Regions from separate parts of the Mus musculus genome. Here region 2 is linked to region 1. The links are chromatin contacts, called in public targeted proximity ligation maps. All regions are on one chromosome and are shown on one strand. The core of a region is the stretch at or near the end of the contact, and the rest is flanking DNA. Distances in the headings are between cores, read along the strand shown.

Evidence for each region.
Region 2: a contact with region 1 is called in a targeted proximity ligation map of pancreatic cancer cells. A contact is called at or near these places in 13 of 39 promoter capture datasets (3T3-L1-derived adipocytes, the HPC-7 cell line, HPC-7-derived erythroid cells and 8 more), 11 of 484 Hi-C or Micro-C datasets (CD8 T cells, the HPC-7 cell line, LSK cells and 4 more), 21 of 130 datasets of targeted methods (the 230-238 cell line, CD8 T cells, the HPC-7 cell line and 15 more) and 2 of 9 other capture datasets (adipose tissue and liver).

The regions. Positions count from the first base shown.
Region 1 is chr19:3,667,035-3,671,460 of GRCm38.p6, forward strand. All of the region lies in intron 1 of Lrp5 (low density lipoprotein receptor-related protein 5), which reads right to left. Among named protein-coding and RNA genes, the nearest start is that of Gm36672, 17 kb to the right of the region's middle.
Region 2 is chr19:3,706,733-3,711,103 of GRCm38.p6, forward strand. It overlaps 1810055G02Rik (RIKEN cDNA 1810055G02 gene), which reads left to right and starts at 1,561. Exons shown (of 4, transcript NM_028077.3): 1 at 1,561-1,704. It overlaps Gm36608 (predicted gene, 36608), which reads right to left and starts at 1,436. Exons shown (of 3, transcript NR_167751.1): 1 at 1,329-1,436; 2 at 1-53.

The DNA of each region.
Region 1 (4,426 bases), core at 942-3,441:
ATCCAGAACGGGGGAGATGCCCAGTCTGGCTTGATCCTCTTCCAGCAGCCAGCCCACCTCCTGCTCCTTTCACAAACCAAAACCCTGATGTATACCAGCGACAGGCTCACCTGTGCCTCACCACGGCACTCTGCTCACATCCTATGGGCTGCTAGGACAGTGACTGTCTTATCTGGCCACCAGAGGACTGTTGGCAAGTAATTCCCCTAGTATAGATGACAAATCACCAGGGGTGCTCTGGGACATTACTTCACAGTCTAACGTTGAACCTGCATGACCCCAGCTGAGTAGACCCTGCACCTAACCCCAGGAACTCATGGAACCTACCAAAGCTGGCTCGTCTTCACATGACTAAGGTCTCAACTGTCTAACAGGAGGCACCAGGCCAACAGCCTCTGCAGAATGCTGGACCTAGCTACTGACACTCTGCAGTAGAGGTTTCCAGAAAGGAAGTCCTTTACCATGAAAGTCATTTCCCCTGTTAATCAGTTTAACTTGGTGACATCTGCACTCAAGAACTTTAACAGTCTATGTGTGTGTGGGGGGGGGGGGGGGGAGGTGGGGGGGTGGTGCTAGGTGGCCCAAAGGAAAGGTTCCAGGACTTCTCTGGGAAACTCAGCTTCTCCTGAACCTTCACCCTCTGACACACACGTGCACATGTGCATGCACAAACAAGCATGTGCACACTCCCAAAGCCCCAATTTAGCAACCACATAATGCTACCAGCTCAGGGATCCCCAGGACAAATCGTGACATTGATTTATGTCTGCAAATGTGCGTTTTCACTAATTAGAAGGTTTAGGACAGAGTAGAGAAAAATATGTATTTCAGAGTCCCAGTTTGACTTGCCAGAAACCAGCCCATTACTAACATTCTTATTTTCGACAAAATATAGCATTCTGATTACACACCATCTTGGTCCCATGGCTCTCAGCCTGCCAGGCTCCCGGAAGTGGCCCACGACCACGGCAAAGAGTAAGACAGCAATCCCAAAACGGAGATGCACTCGGAGCCCCTGGGGACTGAGTGCTTGGACACTCTGACGGAGGCAAGTCCTTCCTTGGGACAGCGGCAGCTTTCTCTCAAGGTCTCCTGGCTTGTTCTACCAGGTACAGGACAGCCACTCAGGTTCATATATAGGAAGAGCAGCCCATCAGACAACTCCCCCAAGAGGATAATTGTGACATTGCAGCCTGTCCCCAGGTCCGTTTCACATACGTTAACCGTGTCTCAGACACCAAGGAGCAGAACCCAGGGGCCCCTTTGGCGAGTTTCATGATCTGGAAAGAGGGAGAGAGGGAGAGGAAGAGGGGGAGGGGCAAGAGGAGGGGACAGAAAGTGAGAACACACATGCAGGTGTTTAGGCTACATGTATGTCAATATACAATGCACATACCTGGTGCCTGCAGGGGTAGAAGAGACACAGACCCTTAAAGTAATTTCAAAGAAACCATTTACAATGCAAATAGGCTTCCACTCTCTACCTCTTTGAGCTTCAGTTTCCCCATCTCTCATCCTGGGGTTGTGGTGGTTCCATCTCAGCCACTGGGCAGCGGCCAGCACAAGCCTCAGTTGTTTAATCTGTTGTTTTCTGGGTGTTCCAAAGGAGGACGCATTTATTTACAAAGGAAATCGTCACTAACCACACCTAGTGTAAGAAGCACACACACCCAGGAATTGTTCTCATCAGACCACTGTCTAAGTATCAAAAGCAGCGCAAGCACAAACTACACAGAACTTCTGGGAACGGCACAGGGCTCCTGCTGTGCCACGTTTACCCTGCATATGGCCTGGGACCCTCACCCATCTTTAGCAAAAAACTAAGCTGAGCAGCCGGGCTTCGTGGACTCTGTGGACACCGGGATTTTCCTGGCAGCCACCATACGGTGCATCTGCACAGTGACCTGAGCCTGGGCTCCCCTTTCACTGAGGACCAGCACTAGATGCAAAGGCTTGGAACTGCAATGTCTGCTCAACATATATGAAGCCCTGGGTACTGTCCCCAGCATCGGGAAAGAGCCACTGACACTCAAGGTCAGGAAGAGATCAGAGTCCTTGTGTCCCCAAGACCGATGCAGATTAAGAATTCAGCAAGGATGAACTTAGGGACCCAGGACTGGAGCTGCAGTCAGGCTGTGGTGCCTCGGTGCCACACCCTGAGAACTACTGCCAACCCTGCAACAGTCAGTCAGACCTGCCAGCTAGCTGGCACTGACGCATTTCCACGGAGGTGGGAGAAGGTGGGATGGCCCAGGCCCTCCCCTGCGGGCCAGAGAGGGAAGTGGTTCCCGTGTGGCCACAAAGATCACATTGTTCTGTCCTCGGAGAGGAAACTGGAGAACCGATTTCAGAAACAAGCCTACCTTTGTACCAGCGCCTGTTTCCTTTAAGTAGTGCAGAGACGAGTCAGAAACCCGCGAAACTTATCATCGCTCTCCAAAGTCTGTTTATTGAGCCAAACTTGCAAGTTTCTGCTTTCAAACAAGCCACAGCTCCTGGAAAAAAAGTGGGAACCCAGGTGCCAAGGCACAGGGGCCACCGCCCAAAATGGTGACAGGCGCCAACTCAGGATCCAATGACAATTCTGTCCACCATGTGGCCAAATGGACAGGCAAAAACAATGAAGGGAAAGACACAAACCATCTCTGGGGGCGTAGAGATGAAATTCTAGCCCCTGGCCTTCTGGCCTCAACCAAGCTTATCAGGGCACAGACGTGCCTGGAGGATTCTATGTGAGTCTGGACTCTAGCTGTCTTGGAGCCTCAGGGGCAGCAGGTCCAGAAGTTGGTGAGGATGCAGAAGAACCCAGGAGCCCTTCCCACAGTGCCTGTTATGGACACCAGGACACACGGACTGTGCAGAGACCCAAGGATAACCCAAACTCCCTACTGAAGAAATCCAGAGAGAAGCTCTAGTCTGGCTCTGTTCTGGGGCAGGTCCTGGCTTGCTGACCCCCACAGATCCCATGCCTGCCCGCCTTCCTAGACTGCTATCTGCCAAATGGTCCTTAGTCCCCATAGGAGGTGGATTTGCAGTCACCTGTGCTACAGATGAGAAGACTGAGGCCTAATAAAGGCAAGGAACCTTGCAAAGTACCACCTGGGGCAACTCAGCCCAGAGGACTCAGGTGCCTGGTGGGGGAGGGGACTGTCTCTCCACAACACTTAGGTTGATTCATTAGAGAACTAGGTGTGGGACTCAAACTTACGACCCCTGCACTCCAGAGGCTGAGGCGGCAGGATCACAAGTCAAGACAGTCTAGGTGGACTAATAAGATCCTGTCTCAAAAACAGGGGGAGTGTTTTCTGGAGAGACTGCTCAGGGGTTAAGAGCACCAGCTGCTCTTCCAGAGAACCTGAGTTCCATTGCCAGCACCCACACGACTGCTCACAATCATGTAACTCTACATCCAAGGGATCCAGTCATGCAAAGCCACAGATGCAGTCAAAACACTCACGCATATAAAAATAAACCTAAAACAAACAAAAACAAAAAAACAAGATTGGCGCATTGTGCGCAATGCTGACAGTTCTGTAAAAGCTATGTGAACAACATGCGATCACTAGGCAATGTTCCTCATCTTCCCCGCTACATAGGAAGTCCGGAAGACTGGTGGAGACCTGCTTGTGTGGGGCCTACCTGCCTCGGCAGCTCCCTACATAACACTAGGCAGGATCCATGTACTCCTCAGCCTCAGCTCAGAGCTGTAAACACAGCAGACGTGAAGACCACACAACAATGTAGGTTAAGGCCCTGCACTGGCTGGTCTTATGTCAACTTGATCCAAGCTAGAGTTATTTGAAAGGAGAATAAAATGAAAAAATGCCTCCATAAGATCCAGCCATAGGCATTTTTTTCTTTTTTAAATTAATTTAGTCAGTCAGTCAGAATCTTTTCAAGACAGGGGTTCTTTGTGTAGGTCTGGCTTTTTTGGAACTTACCCTGTAGACCAGGCTGGCCTCAAACTCACAGAGAACTGCCTGCCTCTGCCTCCTGAGTGCTGGGATTAACAGTGTGAGTCACCACCACCTAGCTAGGGTATTTTCTTAATTAGTGATTGATGAGAGAGGGCCAGCCCACTGTGTGTGGGGCCCCTATAGGCTGGTTATCCTGGGCAAGCCACGGAAAACAAGACAGTAAACAAACCAGTAAACAGCACCCAACCTGGCCTCTGCATCAACTCCTGCTTCCAGGTTCCTGCCCTGACTTCCTTTGGTGATGAACAGCAATGTGGAAGTGTAAGCCAAATAAAAATAAACCCTTTTCTCCTCAACCTGCTTTCTAGTCACGATGTTTCATCACAGCAATAGAAACCCTGACTATGGCAGGTCCCATGTGTCAACTCCTCACAGGGACTACCCAGGCTTTATGGGCACCTAAGGGTCTGCAGCTAGGAGACAGACATCTTCCACAAGACCAACCTAAA
Region 2 (4,371 bases), core at 311-2,810, 39 kb after region 1:
GTTCAGGAGTGTTTTCACTGAGCACTGATATTGTATTTCTTCTTCTGGAACACCTTGGGGGATTAAAATAAACACAAAGCAAAAGGAGCTTGTCTGCCAGTGCCTTCCTCCAGCTGCTTTCAGCAAGCCATTGATGGGCAAATTCCACACAGCGGAAAGCAGGTTGTGCTGATGACAGCACAGCAAGGCTTATATATAGTCTTAATAGAGCTCAGAGCAGGGTCCATTGGTTTCTGATCCCAGGACTCAAGACAGGTTATAAAACTAGAAATAGGCCAGCCATGGTGGCACATACTTTTAATCCCAGCAGGCAAACAGATTTCTGTGAGTTCAAGGCTAGGATGATCTACATAGCAAGCCCCAAACCAGCCAGGGCTGGACTGTGAAACCCCAAACCAGCCAGGGCTGGACTGTGAAACCCCAAACCAGCCAGGGCTGGACTGTGAAACCTTGTCTCAAAACAAAACTGGCAACGATGATCGCTTTGGATGGGCATGGTAGGAGACCTAAAAAGGGTTTTACACAAATTGGCATTCAGTAGCAGAATTCACCTACTGACTTGCAAAACCTACTTTACGTTAAATTCTTTCTTTAAAAATTATGTATGCTGGATGCAGTGGCCCATGACTTTAATCCTAGCACAGGAAGTCATGAGGCAAGTGATCTCTGTGAGTTCAAGGACAATTGGATCTATGCAGAGTTCCAGTACAGAAGGGATACAAAGAGAGACCCTGACTCAAAAATAAAATACAAACATTATGTATGGGAATTTTGCCTACTCCAATACATATTATGTATGTACGTGCACTGGAGGCCTTAAGGCATGGAATCTCCTGGAACTGCTCTTTCAGATGGTCGTGAGCCACCGTGTGGATGCTGGGAATCAAGCGGGGTCATCTGCAAGAGCATCAGTGCTCTTAACTGCTGAGCCATCTCTCCAACCCTAATCTTTTAAAATTAAAAGCAAGTCTCACAGGCTTTCCATTTCGTCCCACGTGTCATGCCACGTGTAAAATTCCAAAGCCCTTTGTGAGACTGTTTCTGGACTTGAAAACAAAAGCGAGATCTTCTTGCAGGATTAAATCAGTGTATTGCCTTTCAGGTGAAATGCTTAGCCAGAAGCTGGCAGGTGCAGTGTGTGCAAAGCAAACCTCAGTAGCCAAGCCATGCCTGCGAGCAAGGACAAGGCTGGACCGCCTTAAGGAGTTGAATAGCCGATGGGAAGAAAGATCAGGAACCGGGTCAGAAGAGCCTCATAAAGTACCTCATGAGGCCTTCTAGAGCTGCCCTGTCCAGACCAGCCATCGTCCGAGTACATCTGCGCTCACCTGATCTGACCCCTCTTCTCCCCGGCTTCTGGGAAAAGCCCTAGACACAGACATAGCCTACAAGTCCCTGGATCGCTCACTTCCGTTAGATCGGCTCCAAATAGCTCTGCGTGGCCAAGGCGGGACCAAGTTGGAAGGCAGCTCCTGAAGCAGGCGTGGCCTAAACAAACCACGCCCACCGCACGCGGCCGCGCGTGCCAGCGACAGCCTATTGGTCCCGCTTTCGTGACGTCTTTCCGGGGCAGTCCGGGTGGGGTCCAGCGCGCACCAGTGAGCTGAGCTAACTGGGTTTCGCTGCGGTCCACGTCCCCGCGCGGGGCTGAATCGCTGAAGTGGCTGCGCTGCGGTGTGAGGGCCACGGGCCTGCCGCGTCCGGGTAAGTGACCCGCACTGCTGTCCAGGGAGCTGTCGTGAAGGCCCCATGAGCCGCTTGGGGATGGACAGCGAGGTGCGGGGCGGAGGAGGGATGAATGGGGACCCGGTGCGCTAGGCGGTGAGGAATGGAGATTCAAGGCGGAGGAGGGAGGAATGGGCCGAGCCCTTAGAGAAGCATGGATGCGCAGGAGGAGGAGGAGGAGGTGGGCTGACGGCGATCGCCAGTCGATGCTGGGCAGTTTGCGAGCACTCTACGGACATTCGAGAGTAGGCGAGTCTTGGATCAGGCTGTACCCTAGAAGGTGTTGGTCTCGGAAATAGTTGAGGCCTGCACCCCAAACTCTTCTACCTACCAATGAGGAAAATCCATCACATTTTTCCTTCCTCCTCATTTGTCTACTTGCCTGCCTCCCCTTGTGGCCGCTAGCTTGTGCGCTTAACGGTCTGGCTGGAGCTTAGAAGTCCAACTCTTAAAAACTTGTATTACTTACACCCCGACCCCTAGGAACCAGCTCTAAAATTTCAATAAGTCAACCAGCAAACTGTTTAAAATACAGGTTTTCCGTTTATAAATTAGACTCGCCTGTTGGACAGCAGAATATCAGAAATACTGGCTTAGCAAGCGTTTAGAACACAGACCTTTGGCATTTTGGTAGTGAGACCTGAACTTTCAGATACCTGGAGATAAGCGGTGCAGTTAAGATAATATTTAATGTTCTGGGATCGTGGGCTAATGTCTGCCACGTGGATACATCCTTTAGATCACAGGGCAATGTCTGTGTACATAATACGTCCAAGCAGGTGATGTGTCAGGATTAGGTAGGTGACTGTGGTTTGTCCTGTACTAGCTTTCCCAATTTCTGTTCTGTAATTGTGTAACTTCCCTAGCGTGGAGTAGAGACGGGGGCCCTGCTGATAGGGATTATTAATGGTCTTTGCTGAGTCTGGACTTCTTGAATTGAAATCTGTGTATGTCAGAGAAAAAGCTCACCAATTTGAGGTCTAGTGATGTGTATATAGCAATCCACACATCATAAAGGCATTAAAGGCAAGGCAAGATTGGGAGTGCAATCTGTCAAACAAACATTAGAGGAATTGGGCAGCATCTCAAGGGTTAGTTGTCACTTGGGGACTCACACAAGTCACCTGGCTGAACTTTAGTAGGAACAGCTCAGGAAATGCAGACTTAAAGTCTTATGTGTATAGACATTGCCCTGTGGTGGAAAGGGTGTGCCCGTGTGACACGATGGAATTGAGAACATGATACTGGCCTTCTTGTATGAGCTGGCAGAAGGTGTCCTGATGCTGATTCCCTGCAGATCCTGTGGGGACCAATTCCCAAAAAGAGACTCAACCCCAGTCTGTTTGTTCTAGTTTCTGAGTTAATACTTGGTTTTTTTGTTAGTGTTTTCTTTCCTCTATTTAATGTGTATGGGTGTTTTGTTTTGTTCTAAAGATTTATTTATTTATTATATGTAAGTTCACCGTAGCTGCCTTCAGACACTCCAGAAGAGGGTGTCAGATCTCATTACAGATGGTTGTGAGCCACCATGTGGTTGCTGGGATTTGAACTCAGGACCTTTGGAAGAGCAGTCAGTGCTCTTAACCACTGAGCCATCTCTCCAGCCCCTGGGTGTTTTTATGTACATATATGTCTGTGCACCACATGTGTGCAGTGCCCTTCCCATTCAGAAGAGGTTGTCGGGTCCTCGGGGAGTGGAGTTAACAGACTGTTATTAGACAGTGCAAGCCTGTAACCTCAGCATTGGGAACTCTGAACAGTCAGTCTAGTCAACGTGGCAAGCTCCAGTGGGTTCGTCAAGAGATCCTATCTCAAAATATGTAATATATAATATAAATATAATGTATGATAGGTGGCTCGAGAGATGGCTCAGGAGTTAAAGGCACTTTTACAAGATATTTTTATATGTATGGGTATTTTGTGGCCATGTATTGTACAACATGAGCATGAAATGCCTACAGAGGCCAGAAGGCGGTGCTGGATCCCCTGGAGTTGTAGGTAGTCCTGTGGTGTAGGTGCTGGGGATCTAAGCCTGGCCTGTGGAAGAGCATCCACTTAACTGCAGAGCCTTCTTTCTGGCAAGGTCTCAGAGTGACACATTCCTTTAATCTCAGCACTTGGGAGGCAAAGGCAAGCAGATCTTTGTGAGTTCAAGGCCAACCTGGTTCACATAGCTTGTAATAAGCCAACCAGGGTTACACAGTAAGACCCAGTCACAAAAAGGCAGACAGAAATAGATGACTCTCACTGTGACTCCCGACTTGGAACTCATTGTGCAGATGAGGACTTAGACCTTTGGGCATCCTCATTCCTCTGCTTCGGAAGGACTGGGATGCAGTGCACACTGTCATGTCTGGTCCTTCTGTAGATGCTGAGAACATTGAGGTCCAAGCACTCTAAAACCCTCGAATGGAAGCTTTAGGTCACATGTATGTTCTTTCTGAGTCAATTCGTAAAGGTTTGTATAGCTTCTGCTATGTTGTTCTGTGGACCCAAAGTCTTCATTTGTAGCTGGGATACCCTTGAACTTGCCTCTTGCCTCTGCCTCCCCATAGTACAGGTAAGTTTCATCATGCTTAGTTCTGTATGTGACCTTGACATTGACCATGCCAGACAGATGAATTCACAGTACAAGAGCCTTTTTGC